Linked DNA regions of Salmo salar: region 1 is linked to region 2. The links are chromatin contacts, called in public Hi-C maps. All regions are on one chromosome and are shown on one strand. Each heading gives the region's core, a stretch centred on a gene start, on an enhancer-like site or on the middle of the called end of the contact. The rest is flanking DNA. Distances are from core to core; before and after follow the strand shown. Region 1 has its middle 18 kb from the start of LOC106590212. Region 2 holds the start of LOC106590208 (carbonic anhydrase 1-like).

What was found. A called contact is a pair of places that touch in the nucleus more often than the background predicts.
Region 1: a Hi-C map of gill shows a contact between it and region 2, with 3 times the contacts expected there. The contact joins the enhancer-like site here to the promoter of LOC106590208 in region 2. A contact is called at or near these places in 2 of 3 Hi-C or Micro-C datasets (gill and muscle).

The regions. Positions count from the first base shown.
Region 1 is chrssa29:15,637,728-15,642,226 of Ssal_v3.1, forward strand. No RefSeq gene overlaps it. Among protein-coding and RNA genes, the nearest start is that of LOC106590212, 18 kb to the right of the region's middle. Within about 2 kb of position 2,999, at least 2 of the 13 cell types and tissues checked have an H3K27ac peak or open chromatin away from gene starts, as enhancers often do. A contact at or near this core is called in gill, where this site is marked.
Region 2 is chrssa29:15,593,412-15,597,605 of Ssal_v3.1, forward strand. LOC106590208 (carbonic anhydrase 1-like) reads left to right here and starts at 1,773. Exons shown (of 8, transcript XM_014180973.2): 1 at 1,773-1,998; 2 at 2,312-2,509. The coding sequence starts at 1,965. It overlaps rbis (ribosomal biogenesis factor), which reads right to left and starts at 155. Exons shown (of 4, transcript XM_014180972.2): 1 at 38-155.

The DNA of each region.
Region 1 (4,499 bases), core at 1,749-4,248, 46 kb after region 2:
TCCGGGCAGTCTGGCCACTCTGGCAGCTCCTGACTAGTGGGTGGCTCTGGCGACTCTTCACTGACGGGCAGCTCTGGCGATTCCTCACTGACGGGCGGCTCCGGCGACTCTTGACTGACGGGCAGTTCGGGCGACTCTTGACTGACGGGCAGTTCTGGCGACTCTTGACTGACGGGCAGTTCTGGCGACTCTTGACTGACGGGCAGTTCTGGCGACTCTTGACTGACGGGCAGTTCTGGCGACTCTTGACTGACGGGCAGTTCTGGCGACTCTTGACTGACGGGCAGTTCTGGCGACTCTTGACTGAGATGACGCACTTGAAGCCTGGTGCGTGGTGCTGGTACTGGACGTACCAGACTGGGAACACGCACCTCCAGGCTAGTGCGGGGAGCGGGAACAGGACGAGTTGGACTGGGCTGACGCACTTCCGGGTCCGCACGAGAGACAGGAGCTGGAAACCCAGGGCTATGGAGGCGCACAGGCGGTCTTGATCTTACCTCCTGCACAACCCGTCCTGGCTGGATGGAACTAGTAGCCCTGTACGAGCGGGGTGCTTGTACAGGGCGGACTGGGCTGTGCAGGGGCCTGATGGTAGCCGTGCGTAGAGCGGGAGTTGGGTAGCCTGGTCCTCGGAGGCGTACCGGCGACCAGATGCGCTGCGCAGGCATCCTCCTACCAGGCTGGATGCCCGCTCTAGCACGGCACCTGCGAGGGGCTGGAATAACGTGCACCGGACTGTGCGTGCGTATGGGTGAGATAGTGCGCTCCTCAGCGAAACATGGCGCTCTCCACCTCATACGCTCCTCCATATAACCACGGGTAGCTGGCTTCCGGCTCTTCCTAGGCCTAGTCAAACTACCCGTGTGCCCCCCCCAAAAGAAATCTTGGGGGTGCCTCTCGTGCTTCTCCCTCAGTGCGTCCAAGGCCTCGTACCTCCGCCTCTTTGCCTTGGCTGCCTCAATTTCCTCCCGTGGGCGACGGTACTCCCCAGCCTGGTGCCAAGGTCCAGAACTTCCTCCCAGGTCCATCTCTCCCGCCAGTCCAACTCGAAATCCCTTTTCCTCTGCTGCTTGGTCCTTAGTTGGTGGGAGATTCTGTCACGGTCGTCGTTGGTTAAGGAGGACCAAAACGCAGCAGGAATGTTGATGCTCATCTTGTGTATTTATTTACAAATTAAGTGAACACCAAAACAACAAAAACGAAACGAACTTACAAACAACGAAACAGTCTTGAAAGGCTCACTCGGCAAAACAAGAAACAATCTCCCATAAATACACAGACAAACATACCCAACTAATATAGGACTTCCAATCAAAGGCAACACCACACAGCTGCCTTCAATTGGAAGTCCACCCCAATTAACTCAACATAGAAACAGATTACCTAGACTAAACATAGAATTACATAAACAAGGAACAGTGCCCAAAAACCCCGGAATACATAAATCAAATTCCCTTTTTCGAAAAAACACCACCCTGAACCACATAAACCAAATACCCTCTGCCACGTCCTGACCAAACTACAATAACAATTAATCCTTATACTGGCCAGGACGTGACAGCTAGTTTGTAGCAACCTCATGATGGGTATAGGGAAAATGTTTGTATCGTGTAGTAGCCTAAACCTATCGATGTTACATTGAGCTGCGTGAATGAATATGAATGACAGTCATCTAATATGCTGTAAAAGAAATAAGGCCATGCTTATACAAAAAAGAAAAATTGTCCTCCCTCATCTTAAACAGCAGTGGTCGCCACTGGACTCCAGTGATCAAGTGATAAAATACCAAGCAAGTGTATACAATGGACATGACAGCCCTCATAGTCCTTCATACAGATTGGAATTTGGATTGTGTCTTCTGTTTATAATACATGGATGCAGGCTGGGGACTCATGACATAATGAGGGTGTCAGGTGATATTTTGGGTCATATATACTGTAACTTATCCAACGATATGAATGTGTTCATGTTTAAAAGCAGTTTATAAGAGGACTTTCAAATAGTGCTACAATTCTTATAATGATCATTATTTAACATTCACATTTCCCAGTATTTCTACACTTTTACCTCTATTTCTCATCTGATCTACATCAAAGTCTACAACCAAGGCACTTGTGGGTCACTCAAACAGGATATTTGCCTCAAAAATCAACAGCAATGTTATTACATGATAATCCATGGGAATGTTGTATTAGACAAGAAGATATCCTCTATGTTAAATAATGAACAGAAACATTCAAATATTTGTTGAGTAGATTTGAACTTGTATATATTAAATGAGAAGATTGACCTTGGGGAATATTTGTTTGTTGTTCATTAAACTGTGTGCTGGGAAGCAGATTGAACTCAGATTGAATTAATATTTTCCCAACCATGTGTCCAATGCTCAGCTGTGAGGGCTTCAGCACTAAGCTATTCACTAGTAAACAGCGGTAGGCTATATAGCCTCACCATAACTGCTAAAGCTAAATGGGAGTATCAAATATTATGTGTATAGAATGATATAAAGTAAAGTTTAAAAAAAGAACCATGTGTATTGGGGTGTGATCAGAAAAGCAAGTTAAGAATAAATATGACTTCTATATAGTTATACTACTAATACTGTGACATTCATAAAATATCCACAGTTTTAACATGCATGGGATCATAGAATAATTCAAATGACTATAAACTCTTTCAAAACAAGTAGATTATGGGTAATGAAGAGTAAAGTAACATACTAACTGCTTTAAAACTTTACACTTATTGTACACAATGACCAACATCTCTAAAGTATATATTGGAAATATTTCATCCTTTTGATTAACTAATTGTGTGTTTACTGGTTCAGTTTTTCTATAGCCACACCATGTTCTGTTTTTAGTGGAATATTTGGACTGAAGTCGTTATCGCCTAGTGAGGTACATTAGTATTTTCTTTCGAGCCTCTGATGACACATACAGGAGGGGAGGTGATAGGGAGGGTGTGTCACCTTGGAGGCCCTTGGTTTTCCACACTATTCTAATCCTAACTAGGTCACCTACATAGAACATGACCTCTCCTAGCCATACTGATAAGGCCACACCATTTCACTAGGGAGGTTTTCACACTGGAGCAGTGGACACAAACCTTATTTGAGTCGAAATCACCTTCTGAATCAAAATGCAAGCCGAGATCTACTGTTATATCTTTTTTTAACATGAGTTAAAAAACATAAGCCTATGCAACGGTAATGTATTAAAAACAGTACCGTAGTAATGAGGTTTGTGCAGTAGGCTATAGGCCCAAAACATTATATTGGCTTTGCTTAAATTGCCCTGATAATGCATTGTTGTTCTTCTCAGACCATTCAAAAAATGTACATTTCAACATTTGATGTAGGCTATGTGATCACACCGGTAATAGATCCGTTGTTGTATTATTTGTGAGGCACAACTGATTGAGCATACACTTACATATAATTTGTATTTTATTTTACTGGGCTTAAATAGCCTGCATCTGATGGTCAGTCTCAGTGGAAGGAAAGAGCAGCAGACTGAGGGTCTGCCTCTCAACGTCCCTCTGCTTTCGCTTTCCTCCACCGACACTGACCAAAAAGGGACACCGTCTTCCAGCTGATGGCAAAACTTGAGTCGCACAGCATTATTTCTGCCTCATGCACAAATTCATGTTGTTACTCCTATGACCAGAAAAAGTGAAATATTCCTCGATATTAAAAAAGACCCAAGCTTCTAATAACAAGAATGCAAGCCTATTGATACACTTTCCTACTCATTCATTACAGCTACAGTGCTGGTTGTAGGACTCCTTCCATGACATAGACCGGCCAGGTGGTCGAGGTGATCCCTTATTGATGTCACTTGTTAAATCCACTTCAATCAGTGTAGGATTTGTAAGCTTTGAGACAATTGAGACATGGATTGTATATGTGTGCATCCCCGGGGAACACTTTCGACACCTTGTAGAGTCCATGCCCCGACGAATTGAGGCTGTTCTGATGACAAAATGGGGTACAACTCAATATTAGGAAGGTGTTCCTAATCTTTTGTACACTGAGTGTATGTTACCTTAACAATTAACATTGAATTGAACATTTTTCAGTCAGCCTCTCTCTTTCTCTCTGTCCCATCATTCCTCCCTCCACCTACAACCCTGGCACCACTTTCCCCATGAATTCTCTCCTCCTCTCCTCTATTGCTGCTCATTCAGCCAACCCCTCAGTTCACGGCCCACTAGCTCTCCTGTCTATGGTTCACCTCCATGCCCCTACTTTCCTGTGGTATGCTTGGGAGAGGGGCTAGCATTACCCAGGGAGAATAAAGTTTCCCGAGGAGCGGCAGGGGGTCAATTCTCTCAGGTTACCACGTGTTGGCAACTGCTTGCCCTGCAACCTCTCAGCTGACACCCAACAGGCCGCATACTGTATTTGTATGCTTGACGTAAGTGAATAGAGACATAGGGCTCCATTCCATCAAACTTGTATTAAGGGAAAGAAATATTACAGATTAAGAGAATGCATG
Region 2 (4,194 bases), core at 523-3,022:
TAGATAAACTCGAAGAATAATAACAAAATATACAAACCTCAAGAAGTGGACGACTATCGGCAAATGTAAAACGTGTTGAAGCAACGGAGCTTGACGCAATTTAGATGCGACTAAAATCTGAACCAATCAGTCCTCCCGAAGACAACAGATTGAAACGCCCACATGGTGCGCTCGATTTCTACACTATCCGTGCTGAATCCGCGCTGGGTTAGAGAAGGAGTGCAAAATAAAATATAACTTTATTTGTCACATGTCTGAATACAACAGGTGTAGACCTCACCGTGGTTACCCCTATTTACATGTACAAAATACGTCGATTAACCTGCACCCCCGCTCATTGACTTGGTACAGGAGGCACTAGAATGTCTGCAGGCAAGGAAGTTTGGCCCAAGTGATGTACTGGGTCGTACGCACTACCCTCTGATCAGTGTTATGTGGAAATGTTATACTCCAGTTGCTTTGCCTCATGTTGTTATTCTACAGCCTATATGCAATACATGTATTTTATCTGAGGACATTATCATATCATTATTTTACCGTCCTCATTCCCTTCGATGCAGATGAGGTTGCCAGTTTTCGGCTAACAAGACAGACGGTTTACTGGCAGCAACAAAAACAGTTGCTTTCTCGTTATGACCGCCAGATGGCAGCAACGTATCGCCGCTGATACACTTCCATAAGAGTCCGTGAGAGTACTCTGAGAATACCAAACATTAGCAACACCTTCTTAAACCTGTCTCCTCCCCTTCATCTACACAGAATGAATGGATTTAGCAAGTGACATCAATAAGGGATCATAGCTTTCACCTGGATTCACCTGGTCAGTCTATGTAATGGAAAGAGCAGGTGGCCTTAATGTTTTGTATTCTCAGTGGCGGAGTTAACCCACTGGGCACAGACGTCAATTCAAAGTCTATTCCACATTGGTCAACGAAATGACGTGGAAACAACATTGATTCAACCTATGTGTGCCCAGTGTGAAGCCTTTCACTTTTATAAAAGGGTTTTAAGCAACGCCATTATGTGGGTGGTTTTTTGCATTATCAGCATATTAGAAAATAAGTTAGTCTGTCTTTAATATTAAAGAAAAACTAGGATACAGACAGACAGACAGACAGACAGACAGACAGAGAGAGAGAGAGACAAACACTTAACTGTTCTCAGTCTAGGCAAAATGTCATAACCTAGGCCTAAACGGGATCAATAGACTAATACAATTAATTATATACTTCCGTAGACCTGGGGCTAGGTGTAAATTAGAAACATCCACCTAAAACAATAATACACAATGATTCCATCTGCTCTATGCAATAAATAATTATTCCTAAAGTCCGTGAATACCACATAGCCTAAACGCTCAATACTGTTTTATATATATATATATATTACAGTTATGGTCATGTTCATTATTAAAAGGGAAGCGAAGAAAGGGACTCTTGAGTTCTCTCTCTCCCCCTGAGTGTGTGTACTCAAAATGCAAGTGTAGCGTTCGAGTTTAGGAAGTGGAAGGCGCAACATCAAAGAGTTATTGCACATGGTACTGCTCGGGAATATCCATACAGCTTGTGTCGCGCCTTCCAATGGCAAATTATTTGGATGAAGGAGCGCTGGACGTATAGCGAGGCGACTACTCACAGGATCTGTGGTGCCGCGCGCACGCACATACACACACACAGAGAGAGAGAGAGAGAGAGAGAGAGAGAGAGAGAGAGAGAGAGAGAGAGAGAGAGAGAGAGAGAGAGAGAGAGAGAGAGAGAGAGAGAGAGAGAGAGAGAGAGAGAGAGAGAGAATCTGGGCTCATCGATTGTGCATCTAACTCCTCCCGCTCCTACACGCAATCCACAGGGAGCCTATATAAGCTCTGACAGTTGTCAAGTGGGGGACACTGGCTGTTTGCACTCGGGAGCGACGCAATTTTGGGAGATTTACAGCAATAGATACACAGAAATACCCAAATAGTAACAATGTCTCATGCATGGGGATACGCACCGGACAATGGTGAGGCGCTTGTGCTCTGTTCTTATCATGACATTAAAAGGGACCTGTAGTACAGCATATACTGTCGGATGAATGAATGAAAAGACAACGGTCATGCATTGATGAATCATTGTCTACATGTATTTTAATGCATCCCTCTTTGACATTGCTATTAGGCTACGGTGCGTCATAACAATCTTACCCGGTTACAGCAAGCTGCGAGTTTATAAAAAATATTCTCAATGTCAATGGAAAGCAATAATTTACGTAGGCTACATTTTTGACAGATACTGAAATATTGTCTCCAACTGCAATGTCCCCACTGTCATTCTAGGACCCGACAAATGGTGTGAAGGCTTCCCAATTGCCAACGGACCCCGTCAGTCTCCCATTGACATCGTACCTGGGGAGGCTGCCTTCGACGCAGCCTTGAAGGCGCTCACTTTGAAGTACGACCCTTCCACCTCCATTGACATTCTCAACAACGGACATTCCTTTCAAGTGACCTACGCCGACGACAACGACAACTCAAGTTAGTGTCAATCTTAAAGCATGCGTCATGACAGGTGTCTCGAAATGGTACCTTAGAGTTGCGGATACTTTGTGCACTTCTTTAATATTAATAATTCATACATTTACAAAGTAACAAATATTATGGGCATGGAATATGGCTGGATGAGACTATATACGTTCACCACCCACACTATAGCATGAAAACAATAGTAGGTAATGGAATTGGTAACGCAACCCGTCACAAACCTTTCCCTGCACGCTAGACCTTTAGACTGGAAGAGCGGTCATTAGCGCAAAAAAAGGCGAAGGTCAGTTTATGCAAATAGGACTGAGTCTGGTTAACCATTAATGTGTCAGGAGTGGATGGTAATGTTTTTAGTAACTAAGTACAACATTATGATATTTTACTAGTTCTGCTGTCGTTATAATTCGATTAAAAAAAAATAGGCTATTGCTTAATTAATACAGTGCAAAAAAAAAAAGACAAAATCCAGAAGAAAAAAATACAAAAATATTTTTTTTTGGGGGGGGGGGGGTTCACATTCATATTTATAAAATATTGCTGTGAGAAATGTAAAAACTACTCAATCCGAATCTTAATGTATGGTGTTGCATTTTTATATTCCTGTGATTTGTTACACAAGAGATTCTATTGTCTCTGTAATCCCTGATGGCATGTGATCCTAGCACCTTAGTAATATGCAGCATTAGGCCTATATGTCAGGTGGTTTATTGATATTGAATTGGTAATCCTCTATTTATGATCACCTTAGTGCTTACAGGGTAAATGTATCATGTTTATTGTGTTAACTTAATGGAAGCTAATTTAAATTGAATGCCAAGTTCATATTCAAACGCAAATATAAGCTTATCCCTGAAAGAAGGAATGACTGTTAGTCATACCTGTCTGTGTGTAGACCTACATTGGAAATTACGCCATCATAGCTGTAGTCTAAATCTACCCACAGGGTGTGGTCAATGTCAGTCTCGTAATGTAATCCTGCATCAGAAACCTGTATACACTCATACACTCACACCTTTTGCTACTTGTCAGAAAAGTCTCCACCTTCTTATCAAGCAGAACCAACTATTGTAAATCGTGTCCTCAAAATAGTTTTAGAAGAGAACCTACACGCTATAGCCTATTCGGTCAGCATCAACTGTGACATCACGTGAGATGGGAATAGACTAATTAGTGAAGGATTACCTGCTGCCACTAAATTGGTATAAATAGATGACTATGTCAAAGGAACAATACCTGGAAAGTATCTTAGGCTGACCTTGGGCTTGCTGCTTTTGGGTCTGGATTACGTAACAGGAACTGAGTCTGCTGCTTCCATCAAACAGGAAGTCTGTGTCTGTGTGCTAGTGTGGGGGTAGAGGTGGGGGTGGCAGTGACACAAGAGCGGCTTTTGCATTGCTCTCTTAATATCGTTCTGGCATTGACGTCTGTCAGTATGTCTGTCCACATTATACCTGTCAAGACAACTCATCTCGTTGTGTCTTGTGACACATTTTCATCATGGACCAACGATTAAAAGAGATGTTATCTCAGTAAAAAAGGAACATGGTGTGTTTTGAAATCTTATTATGAAAGCATAATGATCCTGTTCAAAATGTGAACGTCTTATGTGTTTTGTACATGCATGTCTTGTAGTGCTATTATACAAAGTGCACTTAAACTGATGTTAGGTAGTATTAACT